Linked DNA regions of Sus scrofa: region 1 is linked to region 2. A link is a contact called in public HiChIP or PLAC-seq data. All regions are on one chromosome and are shown on one strand. Each heading gives the region's core, a stretch centred on a gene start, on an enhancer-like site or on the middle of the called end of the contact. The rest is flanking DNA. Distances are from core to core; before and after follow the strand shown.

The links. HiChIP or PLAC-seq counts read pairs in DNA pulled down with a chosen protein or histone mark.
Region 1: an H3K27ac HiChIP or PLAC-seq map of alveolar macrophages shows a contact between it and region 2. The contact joins two enhancer-like sites. A contact is called at or near these places in 3 of 5 promoter capture datasets (fetal liver, fetal skeletal muscle and liver), 9 of 47 Hi-C or Micro-C datasets (blood, embryonic fibroblasts, fetal heart ventricle and 4 more) and 1 of 2 datasets of contacts at active chromatin or transcription factors (alveolar macrophages).

The regions. Positions count from the first base shown.
Region 1 is chr10:33,382,007-33,388,179 of Sscrofa11.1, reverse strand. No RefSeq gene overlaps it. Among named protein-coding and RNA genes, the nearest start is that of SMU1, 14 kb to the left of the region's middle. Within about 2 kb of position 3,954, at least 18 of the 83 cell types and tissues checked have an H3K27ac peak or open chromatin away from gene starts, as enhancers often do. A contact at or near this core is called in alveolar macrophages, where this site is marked.
Region 2 is chr10:33,184,233-33,190,505 of Sscrofa11.1, reverse strand. The region is part of intron 2 of NFX1 (transcriptional repressor NF-X1); the gene reads left to right. Among named protein-coding and RNA genes, the nearest start is that of NFX1, 13 kb to the left of the region's middle. Within about 2 kb of position 4,740, at least 1 of the 83 cell types and tissues checked has an H3K27ac peak or open chromatin away from gene starts, as enhancers often do. A contact at or near this core is called in alveolar macrophages, where this site is marked.

The sequences.
Region 1 (6,173 bases), core at 2,705-5,204, 200 kb before region 2:
GGACAGGGCTGAACAATGGGATGAAGTAGTTGTAGTGTCTGTGACCCAAGGGCTGCTTTTTGCTGCCCAGAGTGATGCTTCCAGGGGGCAGAAAGCAGCCCTGCTTCTTCCTCAGGTCCATGTGGGCCCTCTGTTCTCAGGGGTCTCCCTTCCTCCCTGTTCCCGTGACCCAGGCCTCCTGCATCCTCATGGATGATTTATTTATTTATTCGTCTTTTTAGTGCTGTTCGTGTGACATATGGAAGTTTCCAGGCTAGGGTTCGAATTGGACAGCTGCCAGCCTGTGCCACAGCAACACAGGATCTGAGCTGCATCTGCAGCCTACACCATAGCTCAGGGCAACACTGGACCTTTAACCCACTGAGTGAGGCCAGGGATGGAATCTGCATCCTCATGGATCCTAGTCGGGTTTGTAACCCACTGAGCCATGGCAACAGGAACTCCTTGTGGATGATTTTAGTGTTAACCCTCCCCTTTGTCTCCCAGATGGAAGCTGCACTGATGTCCCCAATACAGGGTGCTGCTGCCACAAAATATGCCATTTTCCTGGGGGCTTTAAAACTATAAAAGGGGAGTTCCTCCCCCTTTTGTGGCACAGTGGTTAACGAATCCAACTAGGAACCATGGGGTTGTGGGTTCGATCCCTGGCCTTGCTCAGTGGGTTGGAGATCCGGTGTTGCCATGAGCTATGACGTGGATCGCAGACTTGACTCGGATCCCGAGTTGCTGTGGCTGTGGTGTAGGCCAGCGGTTACAGCTCCAATAGACTCCTAGCCTGGGAACCTCCATATGCTGAGGCCACGGCCCTAAAAAAGGCAAAAAGACAAACAACAACAACAACAGAATAAAAAAAAAAAACTATAAAAGAAACAAAACAGAAACCAGGCTCATGGGTCCAGCCCTCTGTCTACAGTACATTTCTCTTGGCAATGTTATGGAAGCCAGACTCCTGATAAGGGCCCTGTCTTCTGGCTGAGGCAGGGCACCACTCAGCTTCCTGCCTCCAGCTTCCATGCTTTTTTGTGGAGGAAGAGACAGGATGAGTGGCTGGATCATGGTCCTGTGGCCAGAGCCCCAGGCTGGTACTCAGGAGACCTGGATCAGATACTAACTCTTCTGAGTGACCTTGTGCAAGTCTCATGACTTCCCTGAGCCTAAGCTTCTCCTGATGGGGATTATTGTAATGAGCAATGCTGCACAGGTGGGAAAGGGCTGGATGTGTTCAAAAGGGGAGAAGCCTTTGGAGTTCCCATCGTGGCTCAGTGGTTAACAAACCCCACTAGGATCCATGAGGACATGGATTCAGCCCCTGACCTTGCTTAGTGGGTTAAGGATCTGGTGTTGCCGTGAGCTGTGGTATAGGTTGCAGACTCGGCTTGGATCCTGCTTTGCTGTGGCTGTGGTGTAGGCCAGCAGCTGCAGCTCCAATTGGACCCCTAGCTGGGAACCTCCATATGCCATGGGTGCAGCACTAAAAAGACAAAAGACAAAAAAAAAGAAAAAAAAGAAAAGGGAAGAAGGCTTAGAGTTCCCTTTGTGGCTCAGCAGGTGAAGAACCCAACTAGTAACCATGAGGATGTAGGTTTGACCCCTGGTCTCACTCAGTGGCTTAAGGACCCTGCATTACCACAAGCCATGGTGTAGGGCACATATGCGACTTGATCTGGCTTTGCTGTGGCTGTGGTTTAGGCCAGTAGCTGCAGCTCCAATTTGACCTCTGGCCTGAGAACTTCTATATGCCTCAGGTGTGGCCCTAAAAAGAAAAAAAAAGAAAGAAAAAAGGACAGAGAGGCCTTGTGAGGGATCACACTCCTGCAGCAGTTAAGCAAGTCCTCCTGTCCCCTCTGTCACTACTGATGCAACTTTGGTGAATGGGGAACTATATAGCTGGGGCCTGGGAACTGGCCTGTTTCCTGCACTGCTGTTGTCAGGGAAAAGTGAAGTCACTGAAGCCACAGCATTAGGACTTTTCCCACAAGGGAGCACTCTGAAGGCCCCACCTATGGCCCAAGTCCCTGGCTGGATAACCGCTGGTGGCCCACCCTGTCCAAGTCTCTCAGTGTGGGAAGTTCCAGCTGGCTGGGCCCTGGGAAGCAGAGTGGGGTGGGGCAGCACCGAGCACACAGCTCTTGGCACCCCACAAGACAGAGATTCAAAGATGGGGGTGTGCTCACTTACCAGTCATGGCCTCATACCCACCCTCCCCTGGCACATGCCTCCCAGCAGGGATGAGGTCCAGGAGGACATGCCAGTGGTCCAGCTCTCACATCTGGGCCGGAAATGAGTCTCCAAGAGCTCCAGGCTTGGGGCTGTATCAAAATCCGATGGCAGGGCCTCCCTTCTGGATTCAGGGGCCAGAGATCCATGGGCAGTGGGGTCCCCCTCACCTCCTGCTAAAGACATGCTCCTCCCAGGGGCCTGCTCAGGTGCCTCAGGCCAACCTTGACCCTAAAAGCCAGGACATAGGGCCCCCCCACCCAGACATTTTTTGTTTGTCAACAATTTTTTTTTTTTTTTTGCTTTTTAGGGCCACATCTGCAGTATGTGGAGGTTCCCAGGCTAGGGGTCGAATTAGAGCTGTAGCCACTGGCCTACGCCACAGCCATGGCAACACCAGATCCAAGCCACATCTGGGACCTACACTACAGCTCATGGCAACACTGGATCTTTAACCCAAAGAATGAGGCCAGGGATTGAATCTGCATCCTCGTGGATGCTAGTCAGATTCATTTCTGCTGAGCCACGACAGGAACTCGTTTGTCAACATTTTTATCACCCAAGTGTAACAGGCATGACTATCCAGTGGTTCAGAGGGAAACAGGGCAAAACTGTCCCAACTTTATTTTTCTAAATCTCAGAGAATTGCTCAGCATAAACGGAACTCCCATCCAGCCTCCACGGACATCCTCTGGAAGGAGGGAGCCTCATCTCCTTTCTGCATCTGGGCACTTTCAGGGAGTCCAACTCCCCATTCATTCTCTCAATGGGACTGTACTATTAAAGGCCTCCGGCCTCAGGCAGCTCCCAAAACACTGAAGGTTGTTAGCCCAGAATGGGAGCCTGGCCACCGTAGGCAGAGAAGGGAGATCCGATCTTCATTTATCGCTGGTGCCTCTGCTCCCGCAAACAATTACAGAATAATTTCTGCAGTAAATTATTCAGATATTTCCCTAGCGTATATGGAAATGCCATTCTGCAGTTTGCTTCTTTCCCCCTCAAACCTCTTTGCAATCGATAAGTATAGATCCACTTCCTCACTCTCAGTCCTCACCTAGTACTTAATCATTTGGATGCACCTCATTTTACTTAGCACAGTCCCTCATGGGTGGTGGCTTCTGGGTTTTTCACTATTGCAAGAAACAGCACAGTAAACGCTGCTGCACAGAACATATATACTCCTGAGCTTCTCCCTCGGGTTGGATGGGATAATCAGAAAGCCTGAGTCTGGAAAACCAAAGGGAGAGCTTATGAGAGGAATCTGCCTGAGCTCGGAGGGCCTTAGGCAAAAGCGGAAGATGGCAACGGCAACCTGGACTCAGCCCTCCCCACTGCCTAGAGCTGTTAACAGTTTATCCTGAGATGTTCAGGGAGTCCTGGCAGGGAAGGCAGGGGGTGAGGCTGCTGTTTTTGTTTTGTTTTGATTTTCCCTTCTTGGCCACCTGGTGGCATTTGGAGTTTCCAGGCCAGGGATCAGATCCCAGCCACAGTTGCAACCTATGCCACAGCTGCGGTAATGTTGGATCCTTTGACCCACTGTGCAGGCCAGGGATCAAACCTGCATCTGGGGTGCTGCAGAGATGCCGCTGATCCCCTCAAGCCACAGTGGGAACTCCAATCCTGCTATTTCTACAAATGAAGACAAATAAAATGACTTCCTCCAAGGCAGTATAATGGGTGAGTCTCAGGGTCAGGAGGAAACCCAAGACCACAGCACTTCCTCCTTGGGGGAGGGCTACTATGGGGAGGCCAAGGGTGGATTCTCAGAGCAAGTCATGGAGTTCCCATTCTGGCTCAGTGGTAATGAACCTGACCAGTATTCATGAGGATGCAGCTTCGATCCCTGGCCTCACTCGGTGGGTTAAGGATCCGGCGGTGTTGTAGTGAGCTGTGGTATAGGTCACAGACTCAGCTTGGATCTGGGATCTGGCATGGCTGTAGCTGTGGTGTAGACCACAGCTGCAGTTCTGATTACACCCTTAGCCTGGGAACTTCCATGTGCTACAAGTGTGGCCCTAAAAAGACCAAAAAAAAAGCATAAAACAGAAGATCAAACTGAGGTTCCGAGAGGGCCATGGACTTGCCGAGAGTGATACATCATGTAGGCAATGACCGTTGTTTTTACGGCTTCTCCCTGGCCCTCTTCCCAGGCCCCCTGACTCATGACCTGGCACACAGCTTGTTCAAGTGCAGGTATCCTGGGAGCGCTACAGTCCTCTGGTTTCTGCTCTGTTGACCCCATCGCTCTGCATGACATCCACACCCCGCAGGCCTGGGTACAGGTCCTGGAGCCCAGATGCAGACGGCAGCCACATTCCCTGCCCGGGGACTCTGCCAGAGAAGGAAATGAGGCTTGTCTGGCACAACTGGCTCAGCCAGGCAAACCTCATTTCCTTTCTGATGGAGTAAGAAGTTCCAGTTCTAAGAAACTGGCCCCTAGGAATGTCTGCTCTCCCACCACCTGGAAGAAACGAGGGGAGGGGAGACCAGGAGTGTGGTGGAGACTTGGCAATACCTAGAACTCGGTCATCTTCTCATTTCCTCAACCTCTCCCCCCACCCTCCCCCACAGCTGCCCTCTGTCACTGCTGCCTGGGCACACCTTGACGGGCACCCACCCCCTGCCTCCCAAGGGTAACTATGGGTCACTGGTTTGTCATCCAGGTCACAAAAAAAGGTACTTATATGTGTGTGTGTGTGGGGGGGGTGGATGTCACACTCACCAGATCCACACCTTTGGCTTCTGGGTTCTGTATGGCTCAGATTTGGTTGGGGCCCCAGATGAAGTGGGAGACTAAAGGGACTTCCCAAGGAAATGGCCAACTCCTGGCTGGCTAAGAGCCTGGCCCCGGGCCCCTTCCTGCCACCTTCACCGTGGAGGCTACTGGGGTGAGGGATGTGGTTCAAGCCCCAGTCCTTTCTAAAGGCAGCCTTTCCAAACACTTTCACTCAGGAAAGGCAGGAAGGGGTGACAAATAGCACTGGCAAGGTCCTGGGAGGCTCAAGAAGAGGAGGAGGAGTGGTCACTTACCCTGAGGTCCAGTCATCCGACTGTCACAGAGTTAAGCCCCAGACATGTGCCCTAGGAGAGGAAAAAAGGAAGATCCCCGCACACCTGGTGCGTGCATGTATACACGTGGGTAACATGTGCACAGCTGCCTGCATGTACCCGTCAGCACGCGTGTCCACTGGCACTTCAGCAAATATTTGTAACATGTGTAATGCTCATTATGAGCCAGGCATGGTCTGAGAGCTTTGTAAGATTAACTCACCTGATCCTCCTGACAGCCTAATGAAAGAGGTGCTATGATTCCTACTACACAGATGAACAAACTGAGGCACAGAGAGCCTAGGTCATTTGCTCAAGGTCGTAGAACTAGGCAGAGGCAGCAGTAGGATTTGCACCTAGGAATTCTGGCCTCTCGCAGGCTCATTTCAGGCGTGTTAGTGCACATGCATCTTCGAGGATTGGGCATCTTTGGGGAGGGTGGAGTCTCCCACTTAAGCAGGACTTTATAGCTTGCAAAGCCCTGTAAGGCAGCACCTTGTACCAAGGAATCTCCTGGTCAAAAATCAAATCTGAGTCCCAGCCACCTCTGCTCAAGCCTGAGACCACCAGGGATCCTTCCAGCAGTCATAGGCATGGGTGGTGACAGCCAGGCAGCCCTGGTGGGGCTACGAGAGGCTGCTCTTCCTGCTCCCGTTTCCCAATGGGTCCCACAATCTCAGCTCATCCTAGCAGGGCCTGCAGTACTCTCAGACGGGACAACTGGGGTGACCTCCCCTGTACCCTGGTTTCCTCTGGCCCATTTCTCCCAGATGCCAGTTCAATCCAGGCAGCACATTAGAGGCTGCTGGTGCCTGGTACCAGGGCACTAGGGAGAAGGCGGCGCCCAGGGTACTTACCGTTTCAAGTCCTTGGGTCACAGCCAAGACCCTCCCCCATTTTTAAGGGCT
Region 2 (6,273 bases), core at 3,491-5,990:
AGCCTACCTAGGCCTGGATGGAAGATGGGCATTCAGTAAGGGACATGGAGAAGGAGTGGCAGCTGAATTAGGAAGTGAAATGTTCTAAATACCAAAGATTATTCCATGAGGAGGGAGTGATCAGTTGTTCTAAATGCTATTGCTGCAGAAGGAGAATTACATATTGACTGCTGGATTTGGCCATGTGAAGGTTATTAGTCTTAATAAGAGCACTTTTGGTGGAGCAGTGGAGATGAAAGCTTGATTAGAATGGAAAGAGAGGATCACCCCAAATATAAGTCTCCATGGCTATCAGGGGGCTTTGCTTCCTCTCACTGTGTACTGAGAGAACGTAGCACTGTCTGGTCCTCCCATACTGTCTGGATTCCTCATCCTCTGGTAACAAAATCCCCTGTATCCTTAATTGGTTTCTGCTGTGCTCCTGCTCTTAATCGCCCTATGACCTCTCCATTCACCATTTTCTTCACAGAGCCTGCTTTTTTTCCTTATCTCTCTTAGCTTAATTTCTGAAAGATGGGAAGGGCACATTCCTTTCCCAGTGGCATTTCTAAACTGTTATTCTACCTTTGTATCAAAATTCCTACTCTTTTAAAGCTTCTAAATGACCTTTTTTTTTTGTTTGTTTGTTTTTTAAAGGCCCACACTTGCAGCATATGGACGTCCTGGGCCAAGGATTGAATCTGAGCCACAGCTGCGACAATGCCAGATCCTTTAGCCCACTGTGTGGAGGAGGGGGCGGGGGGGGGGTGAAATCAAATCCATGCCTCCTCAGTTACCCGAGTGCCACAGCAGGAACTTCCTACGTGACCTTTTATTTCCATCACCTCCCATGTTTCCTTATCTTTGTCATCTGTTAGCCTCCAAATTCCCCAACGCCAGTCCTCATTTATTAATGTGTTTAGTCTGTTTCTTTTCTCTACCACGGTTGTTCTCAAGGTATAGTCCCAGACCAATAGCCGTCAGCAATACCAGGGAACTTGTTAGAAATACATTCACTAACAAGTCTGGGCCTCACCTCAGACTTACCAAACAGAAATTTTGGGAGTCATGCCCAGAAGTCTCTTAACAAGCCTCTGGGTGATTCTTATGCACATTTAGGTTTGAGAACTACTGATTTACTGTAAATTCTGCTGTTGTTGTGGGTGACTTCAGCGATCCGTAGGGGTTATGCCATCCTCAGGTTCTTTGATCTTGTCAACTGCAATGACCTTCACATTCATTCCACCTCCACACCACCACCAGTTCTGTCTGTCTCCTACCCTTCTTCATTCCCTCTTCAGTCTACGCCTTATCGTAGGTTGTTCGAAGTAGTATCCTTTCACCAAGACATTTGGCAGAATCCCAGCCCTGGACTGATGCTGCAGTTGAGCTGATCTGTCCCATCTGGGTGACAGAATGCCATTCCAGGAAATTGTATAACAGTACAGATTTGGTGCTGCTGCAAATTCACTCACCTTCTATGAGAAGCCTTCCTGATCACCCTGTTTAAATCTATAATCCTTCCCCAACTGCCAGCATTCTCTTTTCCTTCTCTGTTGCACTTATTACTATTTGATGATGCTACTTATTATTTATTTGCTTATTGGCTATCTTTCTCCACAAGATAATAAACTTCTTAAGGGCAGAAGATTTTTGTGTTTGTTCATTGTATATCCTTAGTGTCTAAAGAGTGCCTGGCACATAGTAAATGCCCAGTAAGTATTTTTGAATAGTGGTCTCCAACTTCAGGTGGCTTTCATCACCTCTAGTTTCCCCTTATGTGATCTTGGGTAGCTATCCTTCCCATTTTCACCAAAGACTACTCCAAACCTTCTCCACACTTATTCAGACCTTCCTAACATTCATTTCTCAGCCTCAGCGGACCTCCTTGCCTCCTGTTTCACTGAGAAAGGGTATAATTTTCTCAACCTTTTGCTCTCTAAACAACTCAGAGCCATCTGGGCCTGTTCTTTCTTTTCTTTTATTCTGAGAGCGCCTTTATTGCCTTCTACCAACCTTTTCATTTTCACACCTACCACTCCAAGCTCTCAGCCTGAAGCTCTTCTCGAGTCTGTCCTGCTCTCTTAAAAGAAAAAATTCCCTGTTATGTGACCTGCCAAGAATGTTTCTTTCCTTCCATTCAGTCTAATCAAGAGTCATCTGCTCTGTGCCTTTTCCCTGTTTTGATTCACTTCTCAGTCTTCTGCCAGCATCACCATCTTGACTCAGAGAGTTACTGGTAAGGTCATGAATGACACAGTCTTTATTATCCTGAACTTCCCTTTGAGTTTGACACAAAGGGATCTTTTCTGAAATATAACTTCCTTGACTCCTTTAGTACCTCAAACTTCTGGTCCTCCTTGTTCTGCTTGACTTGTTGCTGCTTGTGACTTCATGTTTCTCTTCCTCCACCTCGACCCTAAATGTTGGTGTTTCCTGGGGCTTTATCTCAGCCCTCTCTCTTAACTTGGTAGATCTCATTGGGAGATTACATCAGTTCTATACTTTCAGCTATTGCCTCTATGCTGTGCTGACTTGTAATCCTTTACTTCCAGTCGATAAGCACTGCCACAAGCCTTAGACTCACATAAATGAATGTGACGTCTGACATATGCTTCAGATTCAGCAAGACTATCTTGAATATGTTGACTATGCTTATGTTGTATAAGCTTTTAAAAAACAGCTGCCATAGTGTTCCCTGGTGGGCTAGCGTTTAAGGATTTGGCATTATCGCTGCTGTGGCTCCATTTTGATCCCTGGCCAGGGGACTTTCACATGCCATGGACACAGCCAACACACACACACACACACACACACACACACCTGCTTTACCTTCAAGAACGTAGCTTACTAAACTTGCTAAGGTAAATAACTTTTATTCCCACCATCCAGATATAATCAGCTTTAACTTTTTATTGTTAGAGAATTTTTCTTTTTTTTTTTTTTTTTTTTTTTTGTCTTTTTGCATTTTCTAGGGCTGCCTCTGTGGCATAAGGGGATTCCCAGGCTAGGGGTCTAATCGGAGCTGTACCCGCTAGCCTACCACAGCAATGTGGGATCTGAGCCGCATCTGCAACCTATACCACAGCTCACGGCAACGCTGGATCCTTAACCCACTGAGCAAAGCCAGGGATCAAACCCAAAATCTCATGGTTCCTAGTCAGATTCGTTAACCACTGAGCCACAACGGGAACTCCAAGAATTTGTCAATGCTCAGTTTTACATAGTTGAAATGATATAAATTATTTTTAAATTTTTATCCTTTTTGTTTATGATAATGTAATGGTTTCCTACTCAATCTTTGAAAACCCTTTTTTTTTTCCTTTTCAAGGCTGCACCTGTGGCATATTGAAATTCAGGGGCTAGGGGTTGAATCAAAGCAGCAGCTGCAGTCTGCACCACAGCTACAGTAACACCGATGTGAACTGCGTCTGTGACCTATGCCACAGCTTTCGGCAATCCTGGATTCTTAACCCACTGAGCTAGGTGAGGCCAGGGCTTGAAACCACATCCTCACAGATACTATGTCAGGTTCTTAACCTGCTGAGCCTCAATGGGAACTCTGAAAACCTTATTTTATTTTATTTATTTTTGTCTTTTTAGGGCCACACCTGAGGCATGTGGAAGTGCCCAGGCTAGGGGTCAAATTGAAGCTGCAGCTGCTGGCTTATACCACAGCCACAGCAACATGGGATCTGAGCTGCATCTGCAGCTTACACCACAGCTCACAGCAATGCCAGATCCTTAACCCACCAAGTGAGGCTAGGAATTGAACCCACATCCTTATGGATATTAGATTCGTTACTGGTGAGCCACGACAAGAACTCTGAAAACGTTATTTTAAGTTAATATGTAATGTGCCATAGATATACATTAATATTTAAACAATCTCCCATTTGTTTTATTTATTCTTTTTTTTTTGCTGATATATTTTAAAGTAAATTCCAGATATCAGTTTATTTCACTTTCATATGCTTTTTAGTATACATCTATTTTTTTCTTTTCTTTTTAGGGCTGCACCCACGACATAGGGAAGTTCCCAGGTTAGGGGTGGAATTGGAACATAGCTGCTGGCCTACACCACAGCCACAGCCACACAGGATCCAAGCCATGTCTGCGACACCTCACAGCAATGCTGGATCCTTAACCCACTGAGCAAGGCCAGGGATCAAACCTGCGTCCTCATGGATACTAGTTGGGTTCATTACTGCTGAGCCACATGGAAATTCCAGTGTATATCTATTTTTAAACATGGCCATTTTCTTACATAATCATGTTGCCATTATTATGCTTATCAAAATTAGTGATAATTCCTTGAAATCATCTAGATCTGCTCAGTCCACAATTGAATTTCCTCGTTTGCTTCAAAAATGTCTTTTTACATTTGGATTTTTCAAATCACAGTTGCTTTTGGTTGTTTGGAGTTTTGTTTTATTTTTTATTACATTTTATTGGAGTATAGTTGTCTTACAAAGTTGTGTTCATTTTAGGTGTACAGCAAAGTAAATCAGTTATACATATACTGATATCCATTATCTGTTAGTATATCAGTTATCCTTAGGAATCTGCCTGCCAGTTTAGGGCTAGAAAGGAGGCCATTGTCATCCCGGAGTAGTAACCTAAGGAAAGAGGAATCACAGGTGAGGACCAGGCGGTGACAAAGCCTTTGTAAGGCTTTCACAGGCATGTGATGTAGGAACCATTGGCAAGTTCTGAGCAGAAGAGTGCGTCATCTCATTTACATTTTGACGGGCTCCCTCTGGCTGCTGTGGTGAGAATAGACTGAAGTGGGCAAGGGCAGAAGTAGGAAGACCATTTAGGAGGTGATTGTAGTAATAACAGGTGAGTAAATAGTGGCTTAGACCAGAGTGTTAGCAGCAGAGGTGGGATTCTGAATATATCTCAAAGGTAGAGCAAGCAGGATTTGCCGACATATTGAACATGGAATGAGAGAGATGGCCTTTGGAATGGGTTTAGCAATAATTTGTAGGCTGTTTAAAGTTGACACCTGTCACCATGTAACTAAATATGTGTGCATCCTGGTGGTCAAATTTCACTGTGACTGGACTTAGAAACATCACAATAATTATTTATTTGTTTGCTTTTTAGAGCCGCACCCATGTCATATGGAGATTCCCAGGCTAGGGGTTGAATTGGAGCTACAGCTGCAGCAGTGCAGGATCCGAGCCTCGCCTGCAACTTACACCACAGCTCACAGCGATGCCGGATCCTTAACCCACTAAGCAAGGCCAGAGATCAAACCTGCATCCTCATGGATCATAGTTGGTTTTGTTAACTGGTGAGCCACGAAGGGAACTTCCACAATAATTATTTATTAACAAGCAATAAACTTAATGAATAAGAAACAGTAAAATAAAGACAGTCTTCAGGGTAAAAATCAAAACAATAGTCAATTTTAGTATTCTCGGGTGTGTCCCATAGTTCACTTGCCTTTCTGTGTCCTTTAGTTCACTTATCTTTCTGTGTCCTTTGCTTCTAACTTACTTCTATTTTGGAATGGCCAACAGGCATTTTCTATAAAATTCACTGCAAGTATAATTCTCACAGACAATTCCTCTGCTTCCATCAGCCTCTTATATAGATAGCTCAAACTTAATCTTACTGTATAATGAGCTCTCTCTTCCCTCACTTACCCCTGCAGAATCTTCCACGTGTAGCAAGGTAACTGGTATAATTAACTTTTATTCAGAAATGTTAACCTATGCAGGGTAGGGTATCCCTACTTTCAAGAAAGGGAGTTCCCTTTATGGCTCAGTGGTAACAAAGCTGACTAGTATCCATGAGGACTCGGATAAGAACCTCTATCAGTGGGTTAAGGATTCAGCATGGCCATGAGCTTTGGTGTAGGTCACAGACACAGCTCGGATCTGACATTGCTGTGGCTGTAGTGTAGGCCAGCAGCTGCAGCTCTGATTTGACCACTAGCCTGGGAACTTCCACATGCCACGGGTGCAGCCCTAAAAAAAAAAAATAAAAACAACAACAAAAAAGGAAGAATCTAAGTCTGATTCTTCTGTTTTTATAATGAATTCAGTTTAAGATGTGCTCATCTATGTCTAAAGCAGGTAGATTTCCCTTTAATTAGCCACTCAGATTGTCTTTATTCCAGGCTTTCCCCAGAGCAAAAAAGCTATCCCAGAAATTTAACCAAAGTCTAAAACTTTCTAAGAAGAGAGACTATGGAACAGGCTAGATGATCCTCATTTATTCCTTCATCCATTCATTTGATAAATAATACTGAGCGCCTAATATATGCCAGGGACTAGAAATACT